2 separate regions of the Sus scrofa genome follow, and region 1 is linked to region 2. Evidence: chromatin contacts called from public HiChIP or PLAC-seq data. All regions are on one chromosome and are shown on one strand. Each heading gives the region's core, a stretch centred on a gene start, on an enhancer-like site or on the middle of the called end of the contact. The rest is flanking DNA. Distances are from core to core; before and after follow the strand shown.

Evidence for each region. HiChIP or PLAC-seq counts read pairs in DNA pulled down with a chosen protein or histone mark.
Region 1: an H3K27ac HiChIP or PLAC-seq map of alveolar macrophages shows a contact between it and region 2. The contact joins the promoter of B3GAT3 here to the promoter of BSCL2 in region 2. A contact is called at or near these places in 2 of 5 promoter capture datasets (fetal skeletal muscle and liver), 10 of 47 Hi-C or Micro-C datasets (blood, embryonic fibroblasts, liver and 4 more) and 2 of 2 datasets of contacts at active chromatin or transcription factors (alveolar macrophages and skeletal muscle).

The regions. Positions count from the first base shown.
Region 1 is chr2:9,116,777-9,123,475 of Sscrofa11.1, reverse strand. B3GAT3 (galactosylgalactosylxylosylprotein 3-beta-glucuronosyltransferase 3) reads right to left here and starts at 3,855. Exons shown (of 5, transcript XM_013994208.2): 1 at 3,545-3,855; 2 at 2,256-2,990; 3 at 322-682; 4 at 1-156. The coding sequence starts at 2,482. GANAB (glucosidase II alpha subunit) reads right to left here. Exons shown (of 24, transcript NM_213904.1): 22 at 6,541-6,653; 23 at 6,272-6,372; 24 at 5,082-6,155. The coding sequence ends at 6,046.
Region 2 is chr2:9,051,427-9,057,696 of Sscrofa11.1, reverse strand. It overlaps BSCL2 (BSCL2, seipin lipid droplet biogenesis associated), which reads right to left and starts at 4,966. Exons shown (of 14, transcript NM_001348785.1): 1 at 4,887-4,966; 2 at 4,545-4,622; 3 at 2,485-2,703; 4 at 696-1,012. The coding sequence starts at 2,574. GNG3 (guanine nucleotide-binding protein G(I)/G(S)/G(O) subunit gamma-3) reads left to right here and starts at 2,627. Exons shown (of 3, transcript XM_013994205.2): 1 at 2,627-3,321; 2 at 3,715-3,814; 3 at 4,075-4,598. The coding sequence starts at 3,716. The coding sequence ends at 4,203.

The sequences.
Region 1 (6,699 bases), core at 2,606-5,105, 67 kb before region 2:
GACAGCAAATCCCGCCATATCCACCGGGAAGGGCCTGTTGGGCTCCCACGCCGTGTGGAAGCCCACAACCCGGCCATCCTGCACCCGAGGGCCCTCGAATCGCAGGCCGCCCACCAGCCCGACGGGCCACACCGAGACTCCACGGGTCCAGCGCATCTAACAGACATCAGCAAAGAAGAAACAGTCAGGAGGGGGCGGCGGGAGCAGCAGGAAGGACCCCTGGAGTCCCTCTGCGCCCGCTGCTCCCCACTCCTCACCCAGAGAAGCGGACAAAGCTGGTCCCACCTGACCCCGTTTCCCCATCCCCATCCCAGGACTCACCTCCTCAAAGAGCTCCCGGCTGTAGGTGTTGTCATCGTCAGCAAAATACACGACTCCCCGGGTCCCTGGTGGGGGTGGGTCTTTCTCTCCCCCCACAGCGCCCCCTCCACTGCGGAGCCAGTCCAGGGCTCTGTTCCGTTGCTCTACACCTCGGGGGCGAACCCAGCCTGGCTCGCCCTCCCGGAGCCGCTGGGCCTTGGGGGTGAGGACCGCCAGATGTGTGAAGAGGAGGCCAGAGGCAGCCAGCAGCCCTGAGACCAATGGGGTGGGGCCCTCAGCGTCCTCCACCAGCAGCCAGTGCAGCCGGGGCACCAGGCTCAGGGTCTGGGACAGCCGCACCAGCTCTGCCTTCTGCACCAGCCTGCAGGGGGAAAGATGCAGCAGGAGGGAAAGGAGTAGACACCATCTGCCCTCTCCAGGGGGTACACGGAGCTGCTCCTGGGCCAGTCCTAGCATCCCCCGTGACCTTTCCCTGGCCGGTACCCAAACTCTGCTTGCCTGTCAACTTCACGCTGACACTCACCTGCCCTGTCCCTCTTTCTTGCTCTCTTTTTTGGCTATGCCTGTGGAATGCAGAAGTTCCTGGGGCAAGGGATTGAACCCGTGTCACACGGCAGTGACAATGTTGAATCCTTAACCGCTGGCCACGAGGGAACTCCCAACCCCTGTTCTTCTAATCCATGCCTGTCACTCACCTCAACCCCGGGGCTCTGATGGTGGGACACTATAAACGAAGGGCACAGGCTTTCAAATCAGATCTGTTTGTACCTTGTCAGGTGAGACGCCGGGGAAATGGCTCCATCTCCCCGAGCCTCAGTTTCCTTGGCTGTAAAATGGGAGTAACAGTACTTTTTTGGGGGGTGGGGCCATACCAGCGGCACACGGAGGTTCCCAGGCTAGGGGTCGAATTGGAGCTGTAGCTACCAGCCTACACCACAGGATCTGAGCCGTTTCTGCAACCTACACCACAGCTCACAGCAACACCAGATCCTTAACCCATTAAGCAAGGCTGGGGATCGAACCTGCATCCTCATGGATACTAGTCAGATTCATTTCCGCTGGCCACGACAGGAACTCTGGGAGTAATAGTACTTTACAACAAGGTTGTTTTACAAGATTAAATAAAATCATGACTATTTAGAATATCAGTAGGACTGCGTTCTTTGCCTCCTGTTCTTGGGTTTCCAGTGAGGAGTTTAGAGTAGCCCCTCGGCTCATTCCTCTTCAGAGGAGGAAAACTGGTCTGAGTTTAGACAGGAACTGGGAAGGTGGGGCCCAGTCTCTTGCAGGCTTCTTTACCCTTCTGATGGGCCTGCCCCCTTCAGGGCTGGTGGGCGGGGGCAGGGGGAGATGGTCTAGAGATGCCAGGCCTAGGTGGTCAGCCACCTGATTCCAGGGAGGTGTTAGCAAGCTCTTTTACCTAGAGATCCAACTGCCACCCCCAGTTGGTTTGTATCACCAATAAAGCTACATTTTATTTTATTGTTTAAAGGAATATATTTATTTATTTATTTTGCTTTCTAGGGCTGCACCCTTGGCATATGGAAGTTCCTAGGCTAGGGGTTGAATTGGAGCTGCAGCTGCCAGCCTACACCACAGTCACAGCAATGTAGGATCCGAGCCACACCTGTGACCTACACACCACAGCTCATGGCAACGCCAGATCCTTAACCCACTGAGGCCAGGGATTGAACCTGTGTCCTCATGGATACCAGTCAGGTTCGTTGTCGCGGAGCAACTTCAGGAACTCCCCCTTGTCTGTATGAATAGGAAAACGTTTTCCCACACATCTCTGAGTCATGATGTGGTTCATTTAGCCTGTAATTTGGCATGTCCTAGTTTGAACAATATCCCCTGGCCCAGTGCTTCACCAAACTCATCATCAACCCCAGACTCCCCGTCCATGCTGATCTTGGCTGCACCAGAGCCCATACCTGGCATAGGTGGGGGTAACAACATAGATAGTAGGCAGAGCCTCAGGTTCAGGGGGCTGGGCAGGGGCAGGGGGTGGGCGACGGAGATCGGCTTGCAGCTGGGAAATCCTCAGATCCTTCTGTCGGAGCTGCTCTGCTGCTGCCCGCAGGGGAGGGAGGCAGTCACATGGCTGGCCTGGTCCCAGGAAGCAGGGATGGGGGGCAGAGAACCACAGTATGTTCAGCATCCCAAAGGGCCATAACCTTCTTGGTCAACTAGCCAATGCAAGGCTCTCCTTACGACTTCTCGAACAGCCTTTCTACACCTCCGGTGAGGGGAACTCACTGCCTCAATTAGCAGCCCCTCTCCAACTTTATTAATTCCGTCCATTACAATTTTCAGTTGGCTGTTTGAGCTGATTATCTGCCTCCACCCTTTCTACCTGCTGGTCCTCATGTTGCCTTCTGGAGCCATAAAGAACAAGCTGCTCTCCGAGAACAGGACAGACTTTCAAATACCTGAGGATCATGCAGTGGCCCAGTCTCTAAAGCCCTGCATAAGAGGCAGGGTTCAATCTGTTCCGTTGGCTGTGTGACCAAAGACTCATTAAATTCATTGATTCCATCACTGGATAAATATTTATTGAATGCTCCTCCTGGGAGGCACTGTCTTAGGTGCCAGGGATGCTGCAGGAAACCAATCAGACATGGTCCCTACCCTCAGGGAGGTTTCAGTTTTATTGGAGGAGCTGGACACTAAGCAAAGAAACAAATTAATAAAATTAATAAAATCATTAGAAACTATGGTAGGGGCCGTGAAGGAAACGAATAGAATAGCGACTAGAAGAGAACCCAGAAAAAGAAGAGTTATTTTAGCTAAGGTGATCAGCAAAGGCCTCCGTGAGGCGATGACATGTGAGCTGTGACCTGAAGGATGAGAAAAGCAGCTGGGAAAGAGCTGGGAGAAAAGCACTACGGACAGAGGGGACCGGTTAGGCGCTTGAGAGCAATGAGTGTGGGGTTTTGGAGGTACTCATGAAGCCAGTGTGGCCGGAGCAGAGCGAGCGAGAGGGGAAGGAAATGGAGTTGGAGAGGCAGACCGCGGCAGGATCATGCGGGGCTTTGCAGGCTCTGGGAAGGAGTCTGCTGTCGCCCGAGATACAGCGAGCAGCAGCGGTGAGTCTAGAGAGGGCTGCCGGAGGGCCGACACGGGTGAATGGGGTCTGCACGGGGATCAGCCCCAGGGACGGGATGCGCGGCGGCGGGCGCCCTCCGGCTGGCCCGCCGCACCCCCGCCCCGCCCCGCTCACCGAGCTGCACCAGCGCGTAGAGGAGGCCGGCAATCGACACCAGGAAGTAGGCGAGGAACACGTTCTTCAGCTTTAGCTTCATGGCCGCGCCGCCGCCGGCGCCGGGGCAGGCGGGTGCGGCGGGGACGAGGGGTCCCCGCCCCCCGCCCTCCAGCCTTCAAGCCCCGCCCCTGAAGCGGCCCCGCCCCGTGTCCCGCCCTCCTCGCGCTCCTCTCGACGGGCTCCCGGGAGCTGGGACTGACGGCGCCCGTCGGGGCCCACTTCCGGTCAGTCTGTACACCCCTCCGGGTCAATTTCCGGTCCCACCGCCTAGTTCTGGAACCACGGGAGTGGTGACGTCATATCCGGCGTGTCAGGCGCCCGTGGCCGGCAGTTAGAAGCCAAGTAGGGTGCATGGGAGTGGCTTTGAGACCCTTCCCTTCATCTCCAGCCCTTGTGCGCAGATTTTCTCCACATATTCATTCATTCATCCATCAGTCACTGGCCGCAGCAACAGTAGCTCAATAAGTACTTGCTACACGAATGAGTGACATCTAGGGCCTGTCATGTACCAAGCCTGAGCTCTGGTCTCAATCTTCACTATAATCTTTTGGTATAGTCCCCATTTTATAGATAACTTCGGTTGCCCCAAATTATTTAATTCCCACTGTGCAATTTTCTACGTCCTTCTAGATACCTGACTCCAGGATCTGTACTACTTCCTCTGACCGATTATTTTTAAACATGACAATAGGGGTGGGGGGGGGTGGCAAGGCAAAGAGCTAGCTCCCTGGAATTAACTGGAAGTATTACAAGCTAAAGAATTCTATGAATACATCCCCTAAGTCCTCATATGAATAAGCCATCCTGAGCATTTTCCCCCAAAACCAAAAAAATTAGTTTCTTGTATAATAATCTCTAAGACTTGCAGTCTACAGAATGGAGGAATTTTATTTCCTGTCACTAAAATACTAGGACTTTTTTTTTTTTTTTTTTTTTTGTCTTCTTGCCTTTTCTAGGGCCACTCCCATGGCATATGGAGGTTCCCAGGCTAGAAGTCAAATCAGAGCTGTAGCCACCAGCCTACACCAGAGCCATAGCAACAAGAATCCAAACCACATCTGCAACCTACACCACAGCTCATGGCAACCGGAGTCCTTAACCCACTGAGCAAGGCCAGGGATCGAACCTGCAACCTCATGGTTCCTAGTCAGATTCGTTAACCACTGCGCCACAACAGGATCTCCAAAATATTAGGACAATTTTTAAAATGCTGCAAAGAGCAGCAGGCATTAGTGTGAGAACATCTGACATATAGCTATTTCTATTCAAGAGGGATCCCATCAACTTTGGTCTGCACTATTAACTAGGTGTAAAATCTGTTGACTTTGTGGGCTCCTCTATGAAAATACTGGCATCAAGCAAGCTGAAGAACGCTTGTACTCACTCATTTTACTGACTCAATAAGGCTTCTGCTGAAGCTAAATGAAAATGTCAGGCCCTAGGCTTTTAAGGGTCTGTGGTTCAGGCCAGAACTAGAATCCAGACAACAGTTATTTATGGTTTATCTCTTTATTGTTTCTCCTTTTATCAAAACCTGTCACGGCTGGAGGCCAAGAGGAAGTAAAAAAAATTCCCACAAATATTCCCCCTCGCCCCCAGTTAGTCCTTGCCCACCCCACCCCCTACCCAGGGCTTTGGGCCACCCCTGGGCGCACATGATCATCTCTCCCCCACCCTCAGCCTTCTCCCAGCAATAAATACAGATGACCGTGATTCGATGAAACCACAACTGATTTCTCCATCTTGAATGCCCCTCAACGGGACAAAATTTTAGGAGGCAAGAGAAGTTTTGTTTATCCCCTCTCAGGGAGTGGAAACTTCCTTCCCCCAAAGGACAGGGGAGGTAGAACTGCCCCTGTCAGAACTGCAGCAGCTCTAGAAAGAAGCGGGGAGAGGAAAACTTGGGAGCCAGGGAAGAGGACGTTTTCCAGCAACCTCACTCCTGTGATCCATTCATCCCTCATCAGGTAAGGGGTGGTCCCAGTGTATCGATGGGGCATTAAAAGGGAAGGGCTGACAGAGGAAGAAATAAAAGGAGGGAGAGCAGTTCGGTGGGGAGGGAAGGGGAAGGAGAAAAGCAGCCCTAAAGCTCACTGCCCTTATCTTCTTCCAAGAAATGGCATCAACACACAAGAGACATGAATGGAGAGGGTCTGGAGGAGATTCAGGGCCCCCAAAAGAAAGAAAAGAGGAGGGAAAGCAAGGGCCCTATGGTCCCCAGGTCTTCACAGGTGATTGTGCTCCAGTTCGAGCAACAGAGTACTGGGAGATGAAGGGAGATCTGGTGTCAGTGGGGTGGGAGAGATCAGGTCACAAAAGGAATTCAAGCCCAGGGACAGCCCTCTCACCCTGCCCAGACGTCGGCATAAGAAAGGTGAAGTCTGGGGAAGGTCAAACTCCAAGGCAGAAGGAAGTGTAACTCTCAATCACCACCGCACCCCATCCCAACATCCCATGGGTTATCGCAGGTGAATGCTCCAGTCGGATGCCACATTGACGCCAGGCTTGCGCAGGATCAACACAGAGGTCTCAGGGTCATGCTGGAAGGACAGGCGGCTTTCAGGAGATCCTGGTGGAGGAAGAAGAAAGAACGCCATAGTCGTAGCAACTACTTTCCCTCATCTATAGGCCACAACCCTGCCCCTGCTTTCCCCGCTGCCCTGCGGGGCCAGATCCCTCACTCACCTTTTGTCTGGAGTACCACAGTTGCTGGCTTTCCAGCCCCTATTATCACCACCCGCTCAATCCAGACAGGTGTCTCAAAGTGGCCTTTGGAGTCTGCTGAGCTGGAGAGAACAAAAATGGATACCCATCAGGGAAAAAAGATGTCAGAGCAGAAAGAAAAGAGGGAACAACAAGGTCACGATACAAGAAAAGAACACAATGGCTCTAAGCCTCCCTGAGGCCAGCCTTCTCCTTCAGAGGCTGCCAAGGAAGAAAGGGGACTGCCATACCTGGAGACAAGGGTGTTGCCAGAGAATGAGAATCGACGCAGCAGGAACTCATGGCCAGTCTGATAGTTGAATGTGTGCCCATCGTCGAGAAAGAGCTCTCCTTGGGCTGTACCCTGGGCAGGAAATGGGGTAGATGAGACCCTGAGCCCAAGGAGCAGT
Region 2 (6,270 bases), core at 3,717-6,216:
GCAAGAAATAGGACTCTGGGAGTTTATGTGTTCATACACCTGTGTCTCCATATATTCTCTTGCAGCAGACTGTCGTGAGTGGGAGGAAGTCATGCAAAAGGTCAACTGCTGCTTTCTTTTTTTTTTTTTTTTGTCTTTTTGCCATTTCTTGGGCCGCTCCTGCGGCATATGGAGGTTTCCAGGCTAGGGGTCCAATCAGAGCTGCAGCTGCCAGCCTATGCCACAGCCACAGCAACTCGGGATCCAAGTTGCGTCTGCGACCTAGAGCACAGCTCATGGCAACGCCGAATCGTTAACCCACTGAGCAAGGGCAGGGACCGAACCTGCAACCTCATGGTTCCTAGTCGGATTCGTTAACCACTGCGCCACGACGGGAACTCCCTTTCTTTTTTTTTTTTTTTTTTTTTCAACTGCTGCTTTCTTAATACCTCCTCTACTGAGATGACCAGAGGGGTTGGGCTGGCTCAACAGTCTACCCTGGCTCAACAGTTGGGCCCTAAGAGAGGTCTGACGCATCCTACCCAGAACTGACCCCTCGTAATGACAGTCTAGGGGAGAGATTTTTTTTTTCTCCTCTTTTAAACCAGATTTCAGTAACCAGAGACAGGTAAGCGGGTTGACCTGAATAAACTCCAAGGATCCTTGCAGCCATTCCCTCTCAGGATTCTGCTACTGTGATAGAGGCCCCCTCTCACCTGTAGTAGAAATGCACGGGGCTGAGGTGGCTGACTGTCGGCATGTAGGAATAGTAGAAGGAGCCGTAGAGGAAGACAGACACCCAGAGCAGGAGGAGGATGGTACAGAAGAGCACCCCAAACTGCAGCAACAGCTTGCGGGCACGGCCTGCCAGGACGTGGCCCATCTCCTGAGCCCACAGTAAGGCGGGTACTGGTGGGTCATTGACCATGTTAGGGAGTGCAGGGGGTCTGACCCCGGGTTCAGGCCTTGAGTTCCTAGGTGCTCTGCCACCTGGACGCCACCCCTGGCCATGGGATGCAGCAGCTGGTGGTTCCTGGAAGAAGACAGAGAGGGGGAAAGAATGGCTCCTTTCATCAAGGAGGTGGGGGAAAAAAAGGACAAGCTTAGGACTGTCTTTGAGGAACTGGAGACACCAAGACATGGCAAAGTCTTTGTTTCATATGGCTTTTTTCCAATTGACTGCCTTTCTCAGCCAACCATCCCTTCCTTTCCTCCACAGGTGCTTTCTCTCTCTGCCACCGGTGCTAGAGTTCCTCAATTGAACTCGTTCTCTGGTCACCTGATTCTGGGACGGGAACACCTTGATACTCATTCGCAGCAATACATGACATACAGAGGAGGCGCACCTTAAAGTTCTCTTTAAAAAAAGGCGGTTTTAAACACATGATGACACTGATTCCCCACTCCGAGGTGGTTGCAAGAAGAATGTGGGACTTGCCTAAGGTCGCACAGCGGGACTCAGAGCGAGCAGCCTCAGCGCAGCCACAGTGGCCTCCCGAGTTTCTCTTCTCCGCCTGCAACTACGCTCGCTCTCAGACCGCGCCACGCCCCACACCGGGCAGGACATCCAGCAGCCAACGGCCGCTCCCTGCCAGGCCCCTCCGGTTTGGCAGTGGGCGCGGGGCCCGGTGCCCCCATCCAACCACACCACCACAGAAAGCAGCCCGCCGGCCGCCGCAGCTCCGCAGACTCACCAGCAGCGCGCTGCCAGGGAAACCGCGAGAAGGCACTTCCGCCTCTCGGGGAAGCCCCGCCCCCTTCCGCCGGCTGCCTTTGTAGCACTGGGGGGCGGGGCCTCGTCAAGGGGCGGGGCCCAGAGCAAGGGGTGGGGCCTTCCGGGCCGCCTGGTTCCCACCTCCTCGAGCTCGGCACTGTCACTCCCAGTGGTCCGTTACCCACCCGTTACCAGCACCAAAGGGGACAGGCGCCTCCTTCCAAGCCCCAAAATTTGCCCCAGACAAGCTATGAGTCAGCAGCATCCCTCTCGGCCCGCCTCTCGAGGCCGCAATCACGGCCCTCCGCCCAAACGTTCACTACCCACTATTTAAACCCCGAAAAGGGGGAGAGGTGGGCATCCACCTCCTTGGACCTGTAGGCATTCGAAGCAGAGAGCATGCGCCCCGAGAACGTTGTGATCTGTGGTGACCTGCGCATCTTGCGCGTTGCGCTGGCGGGCTGGCTGTCCCCTGTTTTACAAGAGTGGTAGCATTTCAGGTCCGTGTTTGGTCTCCAGTTTTTTTGATGCGTAATCGACCTCCTCTGACCCTAACCAGACTTTCCCACAGAGTTCCCGCAGCGCATTATCTAGACTAGTCTTGGCGAGTGGCACCCTCTATTCTATATATGTCCATTCACCCCAAAAAAGATCCTTCGAGGGTAGGGTCAGTGTTGTGTACATCTTTGCATTCCTCACAGCACTAAGCACAACGCAATCTCCCGACCAATACACACCCACCCCCAGGAAGCCCATCTATTTCCAGAAACACCCACTGAACTCTCCCCTACCTCTTCTTTGTCCGATTCTTTGATCTGGTCTCTGCACACCTCTTTTTCCTTAGCTTCTCCTTCTTTTTGGTCTGCCATTTCTTTAGACATCTTCCTGATGGACCTCGCTGCCCCTAGATTTTCCACGCCAGTCACTTGTAGCTAGGTCATTAAGTGGTGATCTAGAAGTTGATACCTGTAGCTCATCACATTTTCCTGGAAATTGGGAATGGAGGGTCCCTGGGAGAGAAACGAAGAGTCAGGTGCTAAATGCTGTGTCAGAGTAGAGGGAGGAGGGGTGGAGTGGGGGGGGTGACTGCCCAGCTGATGTCAGATTTTCAAATGAGCAGGGTCTCCCGGCAGCCAGTACTGACTCCAATGCAGGGGCTGTCACAGGTCCAGACCACCCCATTTGAGGGGGGGAGTCTGCCTGGGACTCAGTTACTTTCAGCTCCTTTGGGGAGGGCTCTAGCCCAGACTCAGGATGCCTGCAATGGGGGAAGGGCAGGTTGTGAGACAGTAACGATGGGGGTGTGCACAGGGGCTGCAGGCAGAGCAGCTAGGCTCCCCCACTGGCCAGACGATTGGTATGCGCCAGGATCTGAGCAGCTCCTTCTAGCATCCTTCATCCTTCAGGTATTTGGGCAGTGCTTGAGCTGGAGAAACGGGGACCAGTCAGTCCTCCACCAGCCTCTGACCCTCCCCTCCCCCGTGGCCTTCTCTGTATTAGTTGCTTTGGCTGCTGCGTCAGATACTCTCAGCTGCAACTCCCTGCAAGGTGGGGCACCCATCTCAGGCAGAAGGTTTTGGTGCACCCCAGATCCCACTCCCCAGGACTGACACTGCCTGTGGCCTCAGGTGAGTAGGGAACATCCTGCTTTTCTCCCTTTGGGGCTCACGGGGGCGGGTGGGGGTTATGTGCTCTCCTCATCAGGGCGGGGCTCCTGTTTCTAGCTGGGGTTTTCCAAGCTGGCAACACACAGAGCTTGAGAGCTGTAAGCCTTGAATCATTAGTACGTTTAATGATCTGAGGCCCAGGCCATGTAGGAGTTTGGGGAGCTTCTCGTCCCACCTCTCCATTTCCTCAGCTTTGGAAGACAGGGGTGGGAAAGACCACTGGAGGTTGGGGATAAGAGGGAAGTAAAATACGGGAGCATATGACCCAGCCTCGTAAAGGCTGATGAGCGGGGGGCCTTCAGCTGAGACTGTGCAGGGCCCCCTATCATGCTCTGAGCTGTCTCTCTTTTCCAGGATGAAAGGGGAGACCCCTGTGAACAGCACTATGAGCATTGGGCAAGCCCGCAAGATGGTGGAACAGCTTAAGATTGAAGCTAGTTTGTGCAGGATAAAGGTGGGTGGGGCCCTAGATCCCAGTTGGCAGGGCTGTACTGTAGACTGCCAAACCTCAGGATGAGAGATGCTTTCTTTTCTTGAGATCAGAGGAGGAGTCCTGGGATCGGTAAGGAGAGCTGACCCCAAGCCTCCGTGGGTGACGCGGGAAGAGAAAACTGTCCTAAGGAGCCCTAGCGATGGCAAAAGAAAACCTATTTGGAGAGGGAGACTGCAGTCCAGGGTTTCTGGCTAACAATTGTCCTCCTGGCTGTGCCCCAGGTGTCCAAGGCAGCAGCAGACTTGATGACTTACTGTGATGCCCACGCCTGTGAGGATCCCCTCATCACCCCTGTGCCCACTTCGGAGAACCCTTTCAGGGAGAAGAAATTCTTCTGTGCCCTCCTCTGAGCTGCCCTGTCCCCTCCTCACAACTCTTCACCTCTCCCACTCCCTGGCCTTTTCTTACTTAGGTCAGGAATTGTCCTGAGCCCCTGAGGGTCCCCGCATCTCATCTCTAGCCCTTGCCCAACCCTGTGAAGTTATCTGAAGCACAAGACCTTCTCTCACCTATTTGCTGACCCCATTTCTTCGCCCACTCTGGCCGACCCAAAGCTCCCCGTGACTCGGGGCACCTTTAGCTCCTCCCACAGAAGGGCTGTCAGACTCTGCCGGGGTCCCGCCTGCTTCCCTCTGTGACCTGCTCAGACAATGGAGAGAGGGATGGAGTGGGTGCCTGCTGTCAGTCTCACCTGGAGCTGCTGGAAGGTAAAGCCTTTTGAAGAATAAAGTCATCCAGAGTCTCAGAGGGCAGCTTCTGTGTTAGCGTTCTTGGGGGAGAAGATCATCAGTCAATAGTTTTGGTGGTTAGAAAGGCGTGTCATAACCAGGGTCAGTCAAAGCAGGTTAGACATTGTCTAGGATCAGAGATCCTGCGACGTTAAGGGGAGGGGGAAACGGATGGCGGGCACGGCACGTGTCTTAAGTGGAAGAATTAAGTTACAACAGACACTCAGGCGATGGAGAGCGCGCGCAAACACACACACACACACACACACACACAGGCAATGAAGAAAATGAAAATGAAAACAGACCAAACGGGGTAGATTTAGGGAGGGAGCCGGAGGGGAGTCGTAGACAGAAGGAACCCAGTGAAAGGGGAGGAGCTTGGTTTCAGTCCCAGCGAAGGGGCCGGTTTTATTTCTAACATGGCCGCGCCCAGAGCAAGTCTCCTTCCAAGATGGCCGCTGCCAGGGGAACCTGCGCCAATATGGCGGCCGCACGTCACAGCGTTTCACCGTACACGGCTTCTCTGGGCCCATACTTAAAATGGCGGTCCTAGGCGCTCAGCGTGCTCAATATGGTCCCTTCCGTGTTCATCTACCTCAAAATGGCTGCCCCTGCTGTCGCCAACTGGATTCCCACTCCTGCCCACTCTGGAGGCTGGAGGCCGACGTCCACTCGATTCAGGTGAAGGCGTGCGGCGGCTATAAGCCAAGGATTAAGGGACAAGGGGACCCCAGCAAGCACGCTGGCAGTAGGCATAGGTTTCCACAGTCTGCCTAACAGACGGTCCCGTTGGAGCGGAAACGTGTGAGGACAACGCCCGGCGCCGTGTATTTCAGCGCGCTGCTTCTCGGTCGCCTCCCTAGGGGTTGGTTAAGCCCCAAATTGTTCAGTCTGGGCTTCCTGGTGGAACTGGGGCGTGCTGTTCCCCACTTCCCATTATTCAGGCCCACCCGCCAGGAGCAATGTCCCCGCCCGCGTGTGCCCGCCACCCCTCGGAGCGGCCCAGCGAGCTGCCGGGTCGGAGGTTCAGCGTCTCACGAGTGTCTGCGGGACTCAAATTTTGGACGCAAACTTAGCGGAGGTTTTGTAAGAGCCAAAATGCCTTTCTAGAAGCCTCTTCCTTCCAAGGGAAAGACAGATATGGAAGTGGGACCGGGGCCAAGGCAGAGACCGTGCGAGTCTCAGAATGTCTGCTCCTCGCGGATGGTCAGATTCCTCCCCCACCCCTCAATTCAGGGGTGCATCCTTGGGGGAGGGAGGGGAAGCCTAGGTCAGTTCGTGCTTTGTCCCGGGACACACTTGGGAGAAGGGGGCTGCCTTGCGGTGAGAGGGGGTGACCTGTATGAGAGATAGCAGGTCACCCCAGCTTCCCCACGCGTTCACGCAGGAAGACAGCAGGGGGAGGGGAACAGACAGGAAACCTAAGGAACTGAACTTAGTTTCCTAAGATGTCTCCGCAGGCCCCAGGGGTGCCCAGTGAACTTGGGGCACCTTCAGGAATAGCACCTGTCCAGGTGTTGATGCATTCTTGAGCCCTCCTAGGTTATGGGGATATATATATTTTTTATTAATGAATTTATTACATTTATAGTTGTACAATGATCATCACAATCCAATTTTACAGGATTTCCATCCCACAACCCCAGCGCATCTCCCCCCCCCCCAAACTGTCTCCTTTGGAAACCATAA